Linked DNA regions of Hordeum vulgare: region 2 is linked to region 1. A link is a contact called in public Hi-C data. All regions are on one chromosome and are shown on one strand. The core of a region is the stretch at or near the end of the contact, and the rest is flanking DNA. Distances in the headings are between cores, read along the strand shown. Region 1 overlaps LOC123442353 (xylan glycosyltransferase MUCI21-like). Region 2 holds the start of LOC123442362 (mannosylglycoprotein endo-beta-mannosidase).

Evidence for each region. A called contact is a pair of places that touch in the nucleus more often than the background predicts.
Region 2: a Hi-C map of seedling shows a contact between it and region 1, with 4 times the contacts expected there. The contact joins the promoter of LOC123442362 here to the enhancer-like site in region 1. A contact is called at or near these places in 1 of 6 Hi-C or Micro-C datasets (seedling) and 1 of 1 datasets of contacts at active chromatin or transcription factors (embryo).

The regions. Positions count from the first base shown.
Region 1 is chr1H:424,395,665-424,399,032 of MorexV3_pseudomolecules_assembly, reverse strand. All of the region lies in intron 3 of LOC123442353 (xylan glycosyltransferase MUCI21-like), which reads right to left. Among protein-coding and RNA genes, the nearest start is that of LOC123442353, 4.4 kb to the right of the region's middle. Within about 2 kb of position 1,807, at least 3 of the 3 cell types and tissues checked have open chromatin away from gene starts, as enhancers often do. A contact at or near this core is called in seedling, where this site is marked.
Region 2 is chr1H:424,615,377-424,618,834 of MorexV3_pseudomolecules_assembly, reverse strand. LOC123442362 (mannosylglycoprotein endo-beta-mannosidase) reads left to right here and starts at 1,270. Exons shown (of 11, transcript XM_045118382.1): 1 at 1,270-1,644; 2 at 1,864-2,002; 3 at 2,390-2,617; 4 at 2,783-2,841. The coding sequence starts at 1,469.

The DNA of each region.
Region 1 (3,368 bases), core at 558-3,057:
AGCACGTGCACGGAAGATTGACAATATTTAGAGGAATGGCATTGGTTGACGGTGCAATAAATGTACTCCTGTAACAATGCAGTGATTGGGAGCGCCTGGAGTAGCATATTCACTTATTATTAATTAACTGTGTTATTTCCATTCATGACTTTTTAGTACTTCCACAATTCTAAGAGCAATGAGGGCAGAAACGTTCGGGGAATAGACGCGTTCGTAGACGCATCGCGTTCGCCAAAGAAGAAGAGCAAACTTCTGCTTCTCGTGCGATGGCGAGTGTCGTGGTCTTTCAATCTGTCTTCAGCTCAAGACATCGACCCAACCAATCGCTTTCCGTGAAGCCTACAAGTGGTATATATACAGTACAATGCACACTCCAATCACGTACGTATAAACCCTAGCTACCTATACTTGAGAATGAGAGTACGCAGACTGGCCACCTACTGGTCATAAGGCAGACATCATCAATTATACTACTGATCAGCAGCTAGCAGCACACATCAATCATGGTCTGGTAGTGCTAGTGATAGGTTATGCATGTCAATCACCAACCGGCCTATGGAAAACAGCAGCAACCCCTTTTGAATGTGCATTCCTCCCCGATCCAGCTACGCACGCAAATGGTCCATCCATCCATCGCATGCATCTATCTCCGCGTCGCAACCCAAGATTGACTGGCCAGGCCTTTATTAAACGGGGGACAAATTGGACAGCTGGCCTCCGATGCCTTTGCGTGCCCCGGTAGCCTCCGGCGCACGACGGGTTATTCCACGGGACGGGAGCCAACCATCCGCGACCTACGTGAGATTTCACAAGAAGAATGATGATGCAATGCAACCCCACGCCCAGTCGGAGTTGGAGTTGGAATTGGCACAGCCCAGCCGCGACGCGACACAAGGTGGACATGGATGGAGTTTTGCTCCAAGATCCAAGCCGGTGGCCACGATTGCGCGCCGCGCGCCCCAAGTCAACTCTAGCGCTCCTCATTGTCAGCCAGCTAGCGTCAACTCCTCCAGCTTGGGGGTACACATGACACCAGCAATTCAGAGACTAAGCTTGAGTGAATAATAACATAGGATAAAGTGGCGTGTTAAACGTTGAGATCCAACACACTGTACTAGTTGTAACGTGCGCAAAACCCTGGGGACGCAAACTCACCGACAGAGAGGTTGCACAAAGTAAATGCCGTACCCTGTAATTACTCCCTACTACCTAGTAGCCTCTAGACTCACCCTTGTCCTTTCCCTTTTTTAGCCTCGTTCAAAGGCCTTTTGCGGCACACCAAATAAGTCATCGCCTCCTTTCATTAAAGAGTTCGTTCCAGGGCCTTTGCCGGTTAAAATCTGGAGCCTTTGTCTTGGTGGTCACAGTTACTACTTCATAGATTTTTCTTTAAAAAGAAAATCCCAACCTTCAGATCACATGGATTCTCGCTTCGTTCGTCCAACTCTGCGTTCTGCTTTAGACGTACTACTATATAGCATAGATAAAAACCGCGGGCTTCTACTTGTGCACTCCTCTTCTTTTGCTTTGGATCAGCTACCAACCATCTATTTTCCTCTTGTCCAGTCCAGTAGTGCATCCATTGCTAACACTGAACCCAGACAGAGAAAAAAGAAGCGAAAAGCAGAGCTCCAAGGCCTAACTACGTGAGGCATATCCATAAGTCACCCCAGCCGTGGGCTGTACTGGAGAGTGGAGGCAACACCACGTACCATACGGCGAATAGATAGCGAGGAAGCATGACGGAGCACGAAGCCGTTTGGGTAGTGGTCTGGTTAAACTAAACTATATTCTCTCTCGGACATGGTCCCTCCCCTCCCACGGCTTAGCTCACCTCCACTTCCACCCACGCTCGACTCCACACCCCCACACACATCACACAACCCCGGCGTGTCAAAAAACAAGAGATGTGGTGATGCTTTTGCTCGATCGGCTGACAGCAATGCGGTACCCGCCGACGCACATCCGCGAGAGCACTCCGTCAACTGGCGGCCAGCAGCAAATAACTAATCATCCGGTGGGACGGCCGATTAGGACATAGGCGATGCATAGCACTGTGGTGGTGATCTGCTGGCGGCCGCCCGGCGCCTCCGAGTCCCTACATGTCCCAGTCAAACCCACGGCCGATACATCCTCTCTTATGGCCAGCATTTCGATCGATATATCCCCTCACGCAGCCAAGAGCCTAACACCACTGTCGCCATGCCACTAAATGATCTCTTCTATCATGGTCGGCTCTCTGCAAAATATCCGTGCTATCCTCTTCAATCAGCCAACTATTTCGTGCAATCTATCTATCAAAGAAATTAATTAATGCTCATACCTATGACGTTAGTATCAAAACGTAAGTGTATTTTCATATCGCACGATGGCTTCTACATCTACAATTATTCAAGGCGATGAAATGAAGATGAAGAAGATGCCATTGGCGACATACCGGAGACGCATGCCTCATGCTGCCGCGCCTATTGGCCGCTAGAGGACAGGCCAGCAGGTGTAAATATACAAGGCAGTACCCAGACTGGGCAGCGCATGTGGGCGTAAAAGAAGCGAAAATTATATGACGCTGGCACGAATCGCCAATGCCCCTGCCCCATTTGCACATGCCCTATGCCCAGAGACACGTACCTTGACGCCTAGTAGTTCAATTTAGAAACTCAATCTAATCTACTCGTACTACTATTTTCTGTGATAACGAGGGAAGTTCATGCGCCCCGACACGAGGTAGGTAATTCTTTTTGCACAGACACGCCCCGCTCGCCCGGCCCCCTACATCTACGATTCTACATGCCCGATCCATCCAATCGAGCTATTATATGCGCGCATGCGGCGGCACCTCCAATTCTGTTTCCTGACACGCCGGTTTACTATTACGCACTGCACGAGTAACGTGCTCGGCTCCTGTAATAATAGTGTAACTAGGAGTAGGTTAGGGGTACAGCAGACCTAAAGATCTGGCCTAACAGCGGGAGATTGGTATAGTCGGCACTGCACTGGATGTCCTGCGAGCGTACAGGCCGGTACATGGGGTTTTATGGGGCTATAAATGAGTGAACACATTACAGTACTCGCCGGGCGTCGGCCAGATTAATTGGAACCAACTACAACTGGGTTTCACAAGCCGGACGTGTAGGTGGGTACTCTACCGCGCCTTCCTTCGTGGAGCCCCCCTATATAAATAATCGACGTACAAATCTCACCTAATACAGTAAGATTTTATAAATCTATTGACTAATTATTGATCCCTCTGCTCTGCTCTGCTTTCGTTCAAAGCTCGAATGCAGCGGCTGTGAACTCCTGTATCCCACTTGTAGTAATATACTCCGACTTAGTGGAGTAGTAGTATAGGAGTAGTGGTGCGCATTGAC
Region 2 (3,458 bases), core at 21-2,520, 220 kb before region 1:
GAGAGTTTTCTGGTGGAGAGTTCTTCGCGAGATTCTTCCACATGAGGCCACTCTCAATTACCGACATATTGCAGAGTTTCGTCGATGCAAAGTATGTCTAGCTATGGATGAGGATCTGAAACATGTGCTAATTCATTGCCCACATGCTCAACGCTTTTGGGAGGAGGCATTTGCATGGTTTGGACTACGTCTTCATCCAAGCTCATGGGCGTGATATATCATATGTGATCCCAGATTTACTGATGACGATCGTGCTAAGATCACTACCATTATGTGGTCTATTTGTCATTCAAAGAATCGTATCAAGCATGGTGAAGAAGGGAGAGATCCCACATCGTCGATTAGAGCTACGAAGGAGGCTATTGCGCTCCTTCATCTACCATGCAAGGATGCGCTGGTATTGTCGGGCTTTGGGTGGCGGCCGCCTCACGATGGTTTTGTAAAAATCACCACGGATGGAGCCCTCGATTTGGCAGATGGAAGGGAGGTGCCGGAGGAGTTGCTCGCTCGTCCTTGGCCCTCCTAGGCGCATGGTGCAAGCCACACTTGGGGATCTCGGACCCCTTGATCATGGAGGATCTTTCCTTGCGAGATGACGTCCGTTTTGCTTCTCCTCGAGGGTTCTTGCATGTGATTATGGAAGTTGATTGCATGGAGTTGGTAACACTCTCGAACACTCGTCACAGTTCTCGTTCAATTGTGACTCCTTTACTAATAGAGATAGGAGAGCTTATTGATTTTTTACCTCTTTTGTTATTTAGCACGTCAGCACGTCAGCAAACCTTACGACGCATCTATGTGCAAAACGTATTTGTACATCGAATGTGACCGACAACTGACTAGATAAAACTCTTAGCTTCTTGTTGTTCATCCTCTTGGTTGATTGTTTCAAGAATGCATTTATATGAATAAAGCTCTCTGATTCCCCCCAAAAAAAGAACAGAGATACATATAGGTCTATATTTGCCTCCTTGGTGAATGAGATTGAACATTTGATGTCACTTCGTGCGACTAGTGTTATTCATATCAATCGTAATTAAAATATGGTTAGCAATTGTTCAGCTAAATTTGCTAGGACTGAAGGTAGAACAGTAGTTTGGTTAGGCCCTGGTCCCCGGAAGTTGTGGACTTGGGTAGGCTGGATTGTACTCCAGTTCCCTAGATCCCCAGTCTTACTCGCAAAAAAAAAGTGCCTAGGAGCGGAGGGAGTATTTTTTTAACGAAAATCATTTCGTAGCTGGAGGCATTGAGCTCAGCCGATCCCACACTTTCCCATCTCTTCTCCCGATTCCCGGCAGCTTGCGTGACTGCCTCTGCGCCCGGCCCCATCTCAGCACCCGTGACCCGCCCCTGGCCCCGCCTCCGCCGAAAACAAAAACCCACCGCCGGCGGGCCACCGCACGCTCCATCATCATCCCACCTCTTCCGCTTGGAGCGCGGCATCCACCCGAGCAAGCGATCCGGCGAGATGTCGGCAGAGGCTGCTGCTGCGGCGGCGGCGAGCGTGGGCAAGCTGGTGCTCGACACTGGCTGGCTCGCCGCGCGCTCCACCGAGGTGTCCCTCACCGGCGTCGACCTCACCACCACCCACCCGCCGGACGCCTCCGTTGCCGCCCCGTGGATGCACGCCGCCGTCCCCGGAACGTACGTGCTTCTCCTCGGCGTCCCCGCCGATTTCCCTCCGCGATAATATCTACGCCTGCCACAGCCGGTAGTTGTGATCCGTGGGGATTTGTTCTTCTACGGAGTAATCTAGGAGTATCTACGGTCTGGGTTTAAAAATAATACCGCAAGCTTTGTTTATTTGGGGCGCTGTCCTTGCTTGACTAGCAAACTCAGGGCCTTGGATGCTTCTGAATGCAGCGTGCTGGGGACCCTTCTAAAAAACAAGTTGATTCCGGACCCCTTCTACGGGCTGAACAACGAGGCAATCATCGACATCGCCGATTCCGGGAGGGACTACTACACATTCTGGTTCTTCACCACCTTCCAGTGTGCTCCGGTATGCAGCTCCACGCTGATTCTCTGTGGATTAGCTGATTACGCAGTTGCTTAACAAGGAATGTAGCATGATCCTAGTGGAGTAAAGTTATTTTAGGCAGTCGTTTAGTGGCAACAGTTGAACTATCTCTACGATATAACGTCCATTTTACTCTTTACTGTGCCACATTTTGCACTTTAAATTACAGCAGTGTAAGGGGTTATGGGATATGCTTGCATTTTGCCTTATCCAAACTACTAGCACTTTGCTCATAATTGGTGTGATTTGACTTGTTGGAGGGGTACTATAATTTTGGCACTCCACCGAATGAAATGCACTTGTCATTCTAGAACATTAGTGCATATCTGCTTAACATATCAAGTGTTTCTGTTTTCGTTCCATCTTTAGGCAGCAAACCAGCACGTGAGTTTAAATTTCCGTGGAGTAAACTACTCAGCAGAAGTGTACATAAATGGACACAAAGAGATACTTCCAAAAGGAATGTTCCGAAGGCACACCCTTGATATTACTGAAGTTCTTCATCCTGAGGGTAGCAATCAGCTTGCTGTCCTCGTTCATCCTCCTGATCATCCTGGCAAGATTCCTCCTCAGGGAGGTCAAGGTGGTGATCATGAGGTACCAATTATTTTTCGCAAAAGGTTTCAAAGACTCATGATCATATAGTTGCGTTAATTCCAAACTACTTCATCTTCGATACACTTTTTAAAAAGGAATATTGTTGCTAAGTGGGACAGCTCATGGCATGTGCATGATCTTACCTTTCGACATGGTCCATTTCAGATTGGAAAAGATGTTGCTACGCAATATGTTGAAGGATGGGATTGGATGTGCCCAATAAGGTTGTTGGTGATATCTGTGTAATGCTGTTATTGTTAATCTCATTATTTTTCCCAATTAATTTTCTTCTAACAATAATTATATATTCCTTTTTGGCTGTGTGCATCCTAGATGTCTCTACTAGCTCTTGACATTGTGTTGTTACAGACACCAGGTGTACTTGGTATCAGCTTGATAATTAATATATTGCTCATTATCAGGAAAAACATGTTTGTATGATTTTTTATGACTGGTTGACACTCACTCCATGAAGAACGTAAATGCTATGTGCTGAACTAGAAACATTTCGTGCAGTGTTTTTCTTGACTTTCAGCATGGACCACATAACAAAGCATTTTCTGTCCTTTTGAGTCATTTGAAAATCTCATAACTAGATCGTCATATGAATATTTTTTACATGTTAAAATGGAAATCCAATATTCTATTAATATACATAATTGCATCAATATGCAATTTAGTTATGATGTTTCTGATTTCTTATAAAAACTAACTGAACATATGCATCAAAATTTCCTTCAAATCCATGAAAGCCTCTGTATCAAATTTCCATTCTCCCATTTTGATTACAATGACCAAAAATAAATAAATCATCTGCCATAATCTAATAATTTTTGCATCA